2 separate regions of the Pan troglodytes genome follow, and region 2 is linked to region 1. Evidence: chromatin contacts called from public Hi-C data. All regions are on one chromosome and are shown on one strand. The core of a region is the stretch at or near the end of the contact, and the rest is flanking DNA. Distances in the headings are between cores, read along the strand shown. Region 1 holds the start of KIF13A (kinesin family member 13A). Region 2 holds the start of NHLRC1 (NHL repeat containing E3 ubiquitin protein ligase 1).

What was found. A called contact is a pair of places that touch in the nucleus more often than the background predicts.
Region 2: a contact with region 1 is called in a Hi-C map of stem cell-derived neural progenitor cells, with 3 times the contacts expected there. The contact joins the promoter of NHLRC1 here to the promoter of KIF13A in region 1. A contact is called at or near these places in 2 of 7 Hi-C or Micro-C datasets (blood and stem cell-derived neural progenitor cells) and 1 of 1 datasets of contacts at active chromatin or transcription factors (stem cell-derived excitatory neurons).

The regions. Positions count from the first base shown.
Region 1 is chr5:23,942,649-23,947,975 of NHGRI_mPanTro3-v2.0_pri, forward strand. KIF13A (kinesin family member 13A) reads right to left here and starts at 2,970. Exons shown (of 39, transcript XM_054685623.1): 1 at 2,743-2,970; 2 at 2,388-2,478. The coding sequence starts at 2,797.
Region 2 is chr5:24,077,212-24,082,538 of NHGRI_mPanTro3-v2.0_pri, forward strand. NHLRC1 (NHL repeat containing E3 ubiquitin protein ligase 1) reads right to left here and starts at 2,048. Exons shown (of 1, transcript XM_001170828.7): 1 at 1-2,048. The coding sequence starts at 1,963. The coding sequence ends at 776.

The DNA of each region.
Region 1 (5,327 bases), core at 1,720-4,219:
TTCTATCCATGGCTAATTCATTGGTAATTTCTTGCAACTTTCAGAAAAATAGTAATTCTCAATTTGACACAGGTTTGCCAATATGCATTTAAAGACCTCTTACACTTCAAACCTTGGACTTGTAGATATGAAAAATAATAACATTCTCAGTATTCTACTCTTCACCTTTGCCCTGCCCTGAGCACTATCTAAAAACCAATGACAGAAATGAATTGCAAACATAGCATGAAGCACTGCTGCAATTAATCAACCCAGAGCCCAAGGGAGGAATTGTTTCTATTTTTAAATGCACTGTTACTTTAAGGGAAAAGTCTGTGGAGAAATATGAAACCAAGCTGCATAACGAAAATAAAAATGCATTTGGTGTCTTCATCTGTGCAAAGACAGTAATCCTAATGTACAAGGAGCACTGTTTTGTTGACTACTCAGTTTGTCTGTAAATGAAATGACCGGTACTCAAGACAGAATCCCACAGAAAGCTCATCTGCTATTCAAAGAATTAGATCTGTCAGAAGGACAAAACACGAGAGTACCCATATTTCAATGCTATTTTTATAACTCCAGATAAGGGACTATCGTAAGTAAGCAGATGAATAGATCCCAAAATCACCCTTCAAATCTTTACCTAAAAGATCCTGATTAGTAACTAACGTGGTTCGGCCCGAAAAATGATCAACTGATTACTTAGCATTTGGAACCAACTGTCTACAGTTATAGATTGTACCAAATCCCACAAAATCAAATCTGTTTCTCTTCACAAACGACAACACTTTATGTCATTAAACAGTAGCTAACAGTCGCACTGCTTATAGTTAAAGAGTGACAAAGAGCAGGTGCCAAGCCAGCAAGGAAAACAAGTAGCGGCGGCTACACAACAGGAGCTAAAAAGTATTCTACCTGTTCCCCCAGACTGCTTTCAAGAATCTGACCCAACAGAATTTTTTCCCGAAACAATATGCAGTTTGCGGGGGGGTGGGGGGAGGGGACATTCGTTGGTGATATGGGCATCTAATTTAATCCGTAAATATTTAATGTACTCAATGAGTTTACTTACTATCACCATGAAATATACTATACTATCTACACTGCTATAAATGCATCTAAAAATACATCCATTACTAGACAACATTCAGTACAATGTACAATAAACACTACATTCAGTGTTAAACACAACATTTTAAATATAGCTTAGCTATTTAATATCACCACCAGAATCTGCTAAAGGTAGCAGAATGTTTGCAAACTGGATAAAAACTGCTATGCTCAACACGAAAAGCAAAGAATCCCCAATCTTATCGCCTCATGATTTCTTTCCCCAAATTTGGCAAAACTGAGCTTGAACACCACACATTATAGAATGGAGGCATTGCTTCTCTAAGCAATAATGTCACAAACCCTGCTTCAGAGTCTCTCTTCAGTGAAAATCTCTGAAGAAGGAAATTCACTAAATTGTATTCCATCGATCAACAGGTGATTCGTGGAAACACAAACTCATATTCATTTCCAATGAAAATTAATATTGTAAACTCTCCCGTTTTTTCACATGTATATATTTACTAGCTACTGCGTTATTATATTGAATGAATTCCAACCGATTTCTTCTCAGAGGCTTACTAGAAAAATGCCAAATATTCAAATTATTTTGGAGCATTATCCCATACTGCTGCATGGAACAGAACGGAATTAATAAGGATCCAACAGTTACCACTTTTCAAATGCAAATATGTTGCCATCTAGTAAATACAGCCCCTTTTTAAACATCCCTCAGTGTCTATACAGTTCAGGGCCCTACTTTTGTTTCTTTGAAAATCAAAATTCGCGCATTACATTGAGGCATTATCTCAACTCAGCAACAACAACTAAAATAGATATTAACTAGTCCAGCCTGAGTCTACATCGTACAAGACTTTTGCTTTATTTTTTCCTCCCATTTTAGACACACTGTCCCTAAACAATTCTGCCAAAGGAAACAAACCCTGCAGTGATGAAAAGAATCACGAACACTGGGCTCCACGAACAATGAGGTCGTGGGCTGGTCACCTGCCCGCCTCGGGCCTCAGTTTTCCTGTCTGTAAAATGTGGCCGCTGGATGAATCACCTATGGGGTCCCATCCGGCCCTCTCCCTCCCGGGTGCCTCGCAGCCCGCCCGGGCTCAGCTGACTGGTGCTGTGGCCAGGGTGCCCTGCCTGCCGCCGCTCTAGATGGAGGGGAAGGGGGGCGAGGGAGGAGAGGAACTTGGACTTGCAACAGCTTCAAACAGGAGCGGGCGACAAACTTAAAGCCGTCCTCCTAACAATAGGAAAGAGCACTCCCATTTTCCTGGCTCAAACTTGCAGGACCCCGCGAGGCTGGATCCTCCCAGCCGCCCTCTCGGAACCCGCTTTACCTTTCTCCCTGTTTGGTGTTAGAAGGAGGAGGGTGCAGGACCGTTTGATTCCCTTCCATCTCCACCACGCACTTGGTGTTCAGTTCCAGTTCTGAAAGCAGAGAGAAAGGGACGTTGCAAAGTCCAGCATCCGCGCCTCCAGCCCGCCCGCCCGCCAGCCGCGCCGAGCGGGGCTCCGTCCCTGGAGGCGGCCGAGCCTGGAGACGGCGCCCCGGGCACCACGGCCAGCGCGGACGCCGCCTCCGCCCCGTCCCCCCGGCCCCGGCCGCGCTCTCGCCGTCCCGGCCCCGCAGTTTCTAAAGTTGCCCCCGCCCTCAGCCCGAGCAGAAATAAAAAAGAGCGGAAAGCTCCTCACCTCGTCGGTTCATGGGCCGGACCCGAACGGCAACTTTTACCTTGGTATCCGACATGTTGGCTGCGTTCGCCCGGCCGCTCGCCGCGCCCGCTCGGCCTTAGGCGGCCCCTCACGCGCGGCGCCGCCGCCGCTGCAGCCGCGCGCCCCTCGAGCGCGGCCGCCGCCGCTCCGCCGTGAGCTCCGAGAGGCAGCGCCGAGGCGCGCGGGCCATCCCGGGGGAGCGCGACGCGGGGCACGGCCGCGGCCCGGGGAGGGGCGGGCGCGCGGGGCGGGGCGCGGCGGCGGCGGCGGCGGCGGCGGGCGGGGAGGAGGCCTCGCCGGCGGGCCCAGGCGCAGTTCTAGCCGCGCCGCCCCAGCCGAGACCGCAGCGCCGCGGCCCCTCGCGGCTGCCCGGGGCCCCGCGCCGCCATGTTCCACGCCCGTCACCCGCCGGGGCTCGGGAGAGGCCGGACACGGCCACGCGCGGCGCCCCCTGGAGCGGCGGGACGGCAGTGAGAGGAGCGGCGAGCAGCGCGGCGCTTAGGGGAGGCTGGAGTCCGGGGCGGGACGCATTGTTTCCCCAGGGGACCTCCCAGGCCAAGCCTGCACCGGCGCCCGCGGGGCCCCCCCCCGGACACCGCCGTGAGCTCGAGCCGCCTTCTGGGGCCGCTGCCACCCGGAGCCCCGGGACGGCAGCAAGGACCACGGCTCGCCGCGCTGGGTGCGCAGGCCTTCCCCTCCGAGTCCCGGCACGCCGCCCCCTCTGTCCCACACGGAGCCTGCAGCGGTATTTTAAGATCTCTGTGGTGAACCGAGACTAGAAATGAATCTGTGAATCCACCACCGAAACAGTGTATGTTTGTAAATAGTGCTCTCCCTTCCTTTCCCGGCCTCTCTTGTCTCGGGAGGGATGTCAAGTGGGCTGGGAGGGCCATTAACTCTTACATAAGAATTTAATAGCAATGGATTCTGTCATCCTGCCAAATGCAGACCTCCCTGCCAGGGCGGAACTGGGCGAATCCGATTTATTCTGTTTGGTTCAACAAGTGCTTAAGGGGCGCTCACCGAGTGCCAGGCATTTTGAAGCGTACAGAAGTCAAAAATCCAGAGTTTAGATCCAGGAATCTTTCGATTTTGCTTAAATCTAGAAATCCACTTATTGGAAGATGCATTGAGGTTTTACTGTGTGCAGGGTGCTGTTGAGGACACACAGAAACATGAATAGCATGATGCAGAGGCACACGCTAAGGTGGAAGAGAGGGCGTGGAGACTTATTATGCTAGACAGTGTACGGCAGGTGCTAGGAGAGGGGTCCGTCCGCCTCCAACCGAGGTGATGCTACGCTTGACCCTCGAACAACACGGGTTTGAACTGCACGAGTCCACTTACACGTGGCTTTTTTTCAACCAAAGTCTGATTGAAAATACAGTATTCGTGCTCTGGCACAGTGCCTTACGCCTGTAATCCCAACACTTTGGGAGGCCGAGGCGGGAGGATCACTTGAGGCCAGGAGTTCGAGACCAGCCTGGGCAATGTAAAGAAACCCCATCTTGCCAAACATAAAAATTTAAAAAATAGCCGGGCATGGTGGCAGGTGCCTGTAGTCTTAGTTACTGGAGAGGCTGAGGTGGGAGGATCACTTGAGCCTGGAAGGTTGAGGCTGCAGTGAGCCATGTTCGCACCACTGCACTCCAGCCTAGGCAACAAAGCAAGACCCTGTCTCAAAAAAAAAAAAAGGGAGAAAAAAGAAAAGACAGTATTTGGCAGGTTCAAAACTGAGAGATCCAACTTTTCCTATTTGTGGGTTCTGCAGAGCTGACTGTGGGACTTGAGTATGCATGGTTTTGGATGTTCCTGGAACCAGTCCCCTGTGTACACTGAAGGACAAATACTTCAGCCCCACCTTATTGTAGAGCCAGCTATCTCAGTCCACCTCTGAAGGGCCTGTTGCATCTTTCCTCCTCTCCATTCCTGCTGCTGCAATCTCACTTTACCTGTCCATTCACTTGTTCAACACATGTGTTCTGAGCGCCCTACTATGTTACAAACACTGTTGTAGGCTTTAGGCTACAGGCTCTCAGCTGCTGCTCAGAAAGAGGTGAAATTTCCAGCCCTCTGAGGCTAAGAATCTAGGTCTGTGCTTACCTCTTCACTTTTGGGCTGCTGAGACATCCTGTTAACCCTCCTAGCTTTGCCTCCTCTAATCACTCCTAAATCCAGCTTCCAGACTGATTTTTCACAAAATTAAAATTTTATCCTTTAATCGTGCATGGTATTCTATTGTTCAAAAAACTCTCAGGCCGGGCACGGTGGCTCACGCCTGTAATCCCAGCACTTTGGGAGGCCGAGGCTGGCAGATCACCTGAGGTCGGGAGTCCGAGACCAGCCGGACCAACATGGAGAAACCCTGTCTCCACTAAAAATACAAAATTAGCCAGGCGTGATGGCACATGCCTGTAATCCCAGCTACTTGGGAGGCTGAGGCAGGAGAATCACTTGAACCTGGGAGGCGGAGGTTGCGGTGAGCCAAGATCACACCGTTGCACTACAGCCTGGGCAACAAGAGCCAAACTCCACCTCAAAAACAAGCAAACAAACAAAAAACC
Region 2 (5,327 bases), core at 798-3,297, 130 kb after region 1:
TCTCCTTTCTTTGCACATCTTTGTGCTAAAATAATTAGCTACTTGTAAAGACAGTACACATAGCAACACTACACATTCACATATTTTTCCCACATCTGTTGTCTTATTTAAGCGCAACTTATTTGGAATCAGAATTGAATTCAAATTTGGACTATGGCAGTAAGTAACTGTGACCTCGAGGAAGTCACTTAAGCTCTCTGGGTCTCAGTTTTCTCTCTTGTACAATGAGATTAATAATAAAAATTATGGCTGAGCAAGTGGCTATGCCTGTAATCCTAGTACTTTGGGAGGCCGAGGAAGGTGGATTGCTTGAACTCAGGAGTTTGAGGCCAGCCTGGGCAACATGGTGAAACCCCATCTCTGCCAAAATACAAAAATTAGCTGAGTGTGGTAATGCACGCTTGTGGTCCCAGCTACTTGGGAGGCTGAGGTGGAAGGATCACCTGAGCGGGGGAAGTTGAAACTGTAGTGAGCTGTGATCATGCTTCTGCACTCCGGCCTGGGTGACAGAGCTTGACTCTATCTTGGGGGGGAAAAAATTACCTCACTGGATAGTACAGATTAAATAAGATAATATTTGCAAATTTCCTTGCACAGAGTATGCATTCAATAAATGGTAGATTAATCTCCAATAACTGTCCCAAGCTTTGTAAGTCTGCCAGATGGCTTTAATTATCCCTGCCTGGATAGATGAGTTTAAGTGACTTATCCAGGGTTAAACAATTCATTAATGGCAGCACTAGTGCTTCTGATTCCAGGGACCCACCCCAGCCCATCACCCCCAGTCAACTTTATAGACTTTTATAGAATGAGATGCTGTGTCCAGCACAAGAAGAGAATTCTCCTTGGTGAAGGTAAGAGCCACAGGATGCGAAAGACCATGAGTGACCATGGGCTTCGGTACTGGAAACTCCTCAGGTTTTCCTAAGCAAAGGATAGCTGGACCAGATGTATCTGCAACAATCACATTTCCCTGGTGATCAAAGGTCACAGCGGAGGCAGTTATTTTGGAGGGAAAGTAGAGGCTCAGCCCAAAGGTATCCACTTGGCCGACAAGCTGCATACTTGAGCTAAACACTTTCACCCTGGTGCTGCAAACCCCAGTCCCCAGGGCCAGGGGGTGCTCCAGGACCGCAATGGCCCCGGTGAGCCAAGACACTGCCACCCCTCGGGGATTGCACAGATGAGCTTGCAACCTTTCAGTTCTCCGAAGGACCCCTTCCGCGAAGTCGACGTCCAGGAGGTGCAGGGACCCTGCCTCCGCATCAGTTACCACAATCCCATTCTGAGGGGTGGTCTCCACACCCCAAGGTAAGGAGAATTGGCCTCCAATGACAAGCTTGATCTGGCCAAAAAAATCAAACACTTTGATGGAGCGATCGCCGGCGTCAGTGACAACCACATGGCAGTCGTTGGTGATGGTGACATCCACAGGGTACCTAATGTCTTGGGCAGCGTCCCCCTTCTCTCCAAACTGATGCGCGCATCCTCCCCCTGAGTCAAAAATCTTCACACGCCTCCTGCCGTCGTGCACCACCACGACACGCCCCGTCTTGGGACAAAGCGCCAGTCCGGTGGGGTTGACCAGGGTCCCCCAGCCGCCGAAGGTGTGGTGGCAGGTGAGGGCTCCGGGGGCGCTGGGGGCGGCGCGGTGGGCGGCCGGGGACTGGCGAAGCGCCGAGCCCAGGAGCTCTATGAGGTGCAGCACCGGCAGGCAGTCGCTGGTGTCGCAGCCCCGGCAAGCTCGCCTGCAGAATGGGCACTCGAGGGCCAGAGTGCGCGGGTGCGCCAGGGCGGCCACGCAGGCCAGGCAGACCACGTGGCCACAGGACAGGTTGCGCGGGCGCCGCTGCTGCCGGTGGCCAAACTTCTCAAAGCACACCTTGCACTCGAGCAGGCTGATCTCCGCCTCGCGCATGAGCTCATGCAGCGCTGGTCCGCTCTCCGAGGCTTCGGCCGCCATGGCGGGTCCTGTGCACTCCCGCCGCGCCGCCTGGCCGTGCCCCAGCGACGCTCTCGGTCACGGTCACAGTCATGGTCACGGGGTGGGACGTGCGCCCTGACGTCGAGCGCCGCGGGCCTCTGCACTGCGATCTGCTGCCCCTTGGTGGGCACACGCGGCACTGTTTCCTGAGGGCCTGGTCGTGGACGTTTGCAAGACAAATCCACATGCGCGTTGTGTAGACCTGTAATCGTCACAGCAGTCATGGATGGACTGTGTACACTTTCAGATGAGGAAACACACCTATTTGAGGACAACAGGATTGCTCCCTGTTACCCAGCCTGTAAGCGGCAAAACAAGAACTAGAACCCAGTCTTCCAGCCCGGGTGCCTAGCACTGTCTCCAATCCGCAGCGCCGGGTGCTACGGCTGTCCGGGCATAAAACATGGTCCCTTAGCTCATGATGCTTATGATCTGAACCGGAAAACACGAACGAACACACGAGAGAAGATAAACTCCAAGGGAGGTGAGGCAGATGTGTGTATTTCTTTTGTGTCTTCTATCATACTCATAGTTAAGTCAATGTTAGATGAACACATACTTGTAAAATGAATTTGTGCATGAATGAATGTTATAGAACAACAACAAAAAAATCAACGAGGTGAATGAGTGTCAGATGGGGGAACCATGTTGGAAGTGTCTTGCAGAGTAATTAATATGAAATAAGAAAGCTGTTAGTTAATAATAATTACCATAGAACTTCATTTTTTTGTTTTCTAAGACAAAGTCTCACTCTGTCACCCAGGCTGGAGTGCAGGGGCACGATCACAGCTCACTGCAGCCTCCATCTCCCAGGCTCAAGCAATCCTCCCACTTCAGTAGCTGGGACTACAGGCATGCACCATCACACTAGGCTAATTTTTTAATTTTTTTGTAGAGAGGAGGTCTCACTATGTTGCCTCGGCTGGTCTTGAACTTGTGAAAATTGTTCACATTCCTCCCCACCCCTTGGCCTCCCAAAGTGCTGGTGGTGTGAGCCACTGTGCCCAGCCTATAGAATTCACATACGCCTGCCCCGTTGTGTTAGGTTGGTGAAAAGGATTCGCAGTGTTTGCCATCACTTTTAATGGCAAAACCATGATGCTTTTGCAGCAAATTAATAAATAATCTACATAGATTATCTTGTTTAAACCTCATAGCAATCCTACAAAAATATGTTATTTTTATTGTCTTTTTTTCTGATAGAATTCATAGAAATCAAATATCTTGCCCAGGGTCACATGGCTAGGAAGTGGCTGGCCTGGAATTTGAAGCCAGGCAGTTTGACTTCAGAGTTACCTATTTTAGTCATTTTCAAACTTCTTTGCACATGGTAAACACCTGGGTCGCACCCGAAAAGTTTAATTGGCCCATGGTGTGGTCTGGACAGCTGGGATTTATAAAAGCTCCCCAGGTGATTATAAGGTACAGCCAAGTTTGAGAAACACTGCATTATAATAATTCCTTCAAATGACACTAAGTTCAGTTTTTGCAATCTCAGTTAAGACCAAAAACAAAGAGAATTTGCCATATGTTGGAAAATCTTCAAACAAGGGATAGCATAATCTGTGTGAAGAATCCATTGTGGTATTATAATCTCTCATTTTTCTTTTTCTTTCTTTTTTTTTTTCTTTTTTAGACAGAGTCTTGCTCTGTCACCAGGCTGGAGTGCAGTGGCGCGATCTCGGCTCACTGCAGCCTCCACCTCCTGGGTTCAGGCGGTTCTCCCACCTCAGCCTCCTGAGTAGCTGGGATTACAGGCACCCGTGACCATGCCTGGCTAAGTTTTGTATTTTTAGTAGAGATGAGGTTTCACCATGTTGGCCAGGCTGGTCTCAAACTTCTGACCTTTCGCGTCAGCCTCCCAAAGTGCTAGGATTACAGGCATGAGCCACCGTGCCAGGCCCTAATCTCTTATTTTTAAGGGGTTCTCCCTCAAATGTCTTATGTGAACATTGTGCTTAACAAAACCTTTTATTAGAGAATTTCTTTTCCTTTAGAGATAATAATCATGAACATTCACCTTCTGATTTGCTAGATTTCTGAGAAAACACAATATTTTATCCCCTGTTGAGGCCCCTGGAAAGAGCTTTAATGTAAGACAAGAAAGAACATTTTCTAATCAAATGTCATTTGACTCAAAGATTGTGTACTGGGACACAATAACCAACTTAATAATTTATGACTACATTTCCATCCCAAATAAACAACCAACTAAAATCACATTATTTATGCAATCACATCATTGCATAATTGATTAATAACAAATATGTCTTGAATCTCACTCTGACATTTGGCATTTCCTATGACTGTCATTTCCTCCTCCATGGCTGGGCCTCCATGGATTTACCCTGTGCTTCCCTCCGATATTCCTTCTATAGAGGGTCCTGGACTAGCATGCCCATCTTTTCCTGCTTCCACCTAGAACAAGCCCTGAGAGTTGTGAGGGCAAAGGGCTTGAAGAGCAGAACGTCTAGTTTCCAAAGTGGTCAATGGCTGCCCTATGAAAAAGTACCATACTATAGTGGAAGGAGAGTGGTGACCCAGCTCAGGATGGTTCCAGCAGAGAGGAGAGCACAGGGGGAGCATGAGTTAGGGGCAGTCAGTGCTTAGACAGGTGGGCTCCTGGTTGTGCAGGTGGGGCAAATGTGCCAGACACATGCAGTTTAGAAGGAATCCCAGAACAAGTTTAATAATCCAATTACAACTCAGACTACCTGACAATGATGTAAGGGAAAGGAAGATGAACAAGCCACATAGAATGGGCTTTGCTTCCAGCCTTGCCCTCCTCCCAGGGGCATCTCTGACCACCACTCTAATTTTTAAGCTCCATGTTCTTGGCATCTCAGGGGTGAGGGATGTGGTGGCAAGAGGAAGAATGGCTGTTTTTGAATTTTTTGAGTAAGTCCATACAAAAATGAGTGGAGATGTATGTTTGGAAATGGGGATCTAGAGATTTGAGTGCATCTCAAGTTCAATGCAATTGAGTGTTCCTCAGGGTGCCACCTTCAGTCTTTTTCTCTTAGCTTCCTACCTGTTTCCCTGAGCAATGCCATCTTCACTTCCTCATGGTTTAAATGACCACTTATAAGCTGACAGCTCCCTGCCTGTACCCCTAAGACAGCCATACCATATAAAGTTCAATGTTCAGTCCCTACCCCTACAACCTGTGATGCCTGAGAAAAGGATTATCTTCAATAATCAATAAACCTTTATCTGCTAGCACACCCAATAGTACTTAAATTGCTGAATGAATGCTGACTCTAATAGCAGGAGAAAGACTAAATAATAATTGTACTGCCACATTACAACATTATACAGCTATTTAAAAATCTTGCTTTTGAAA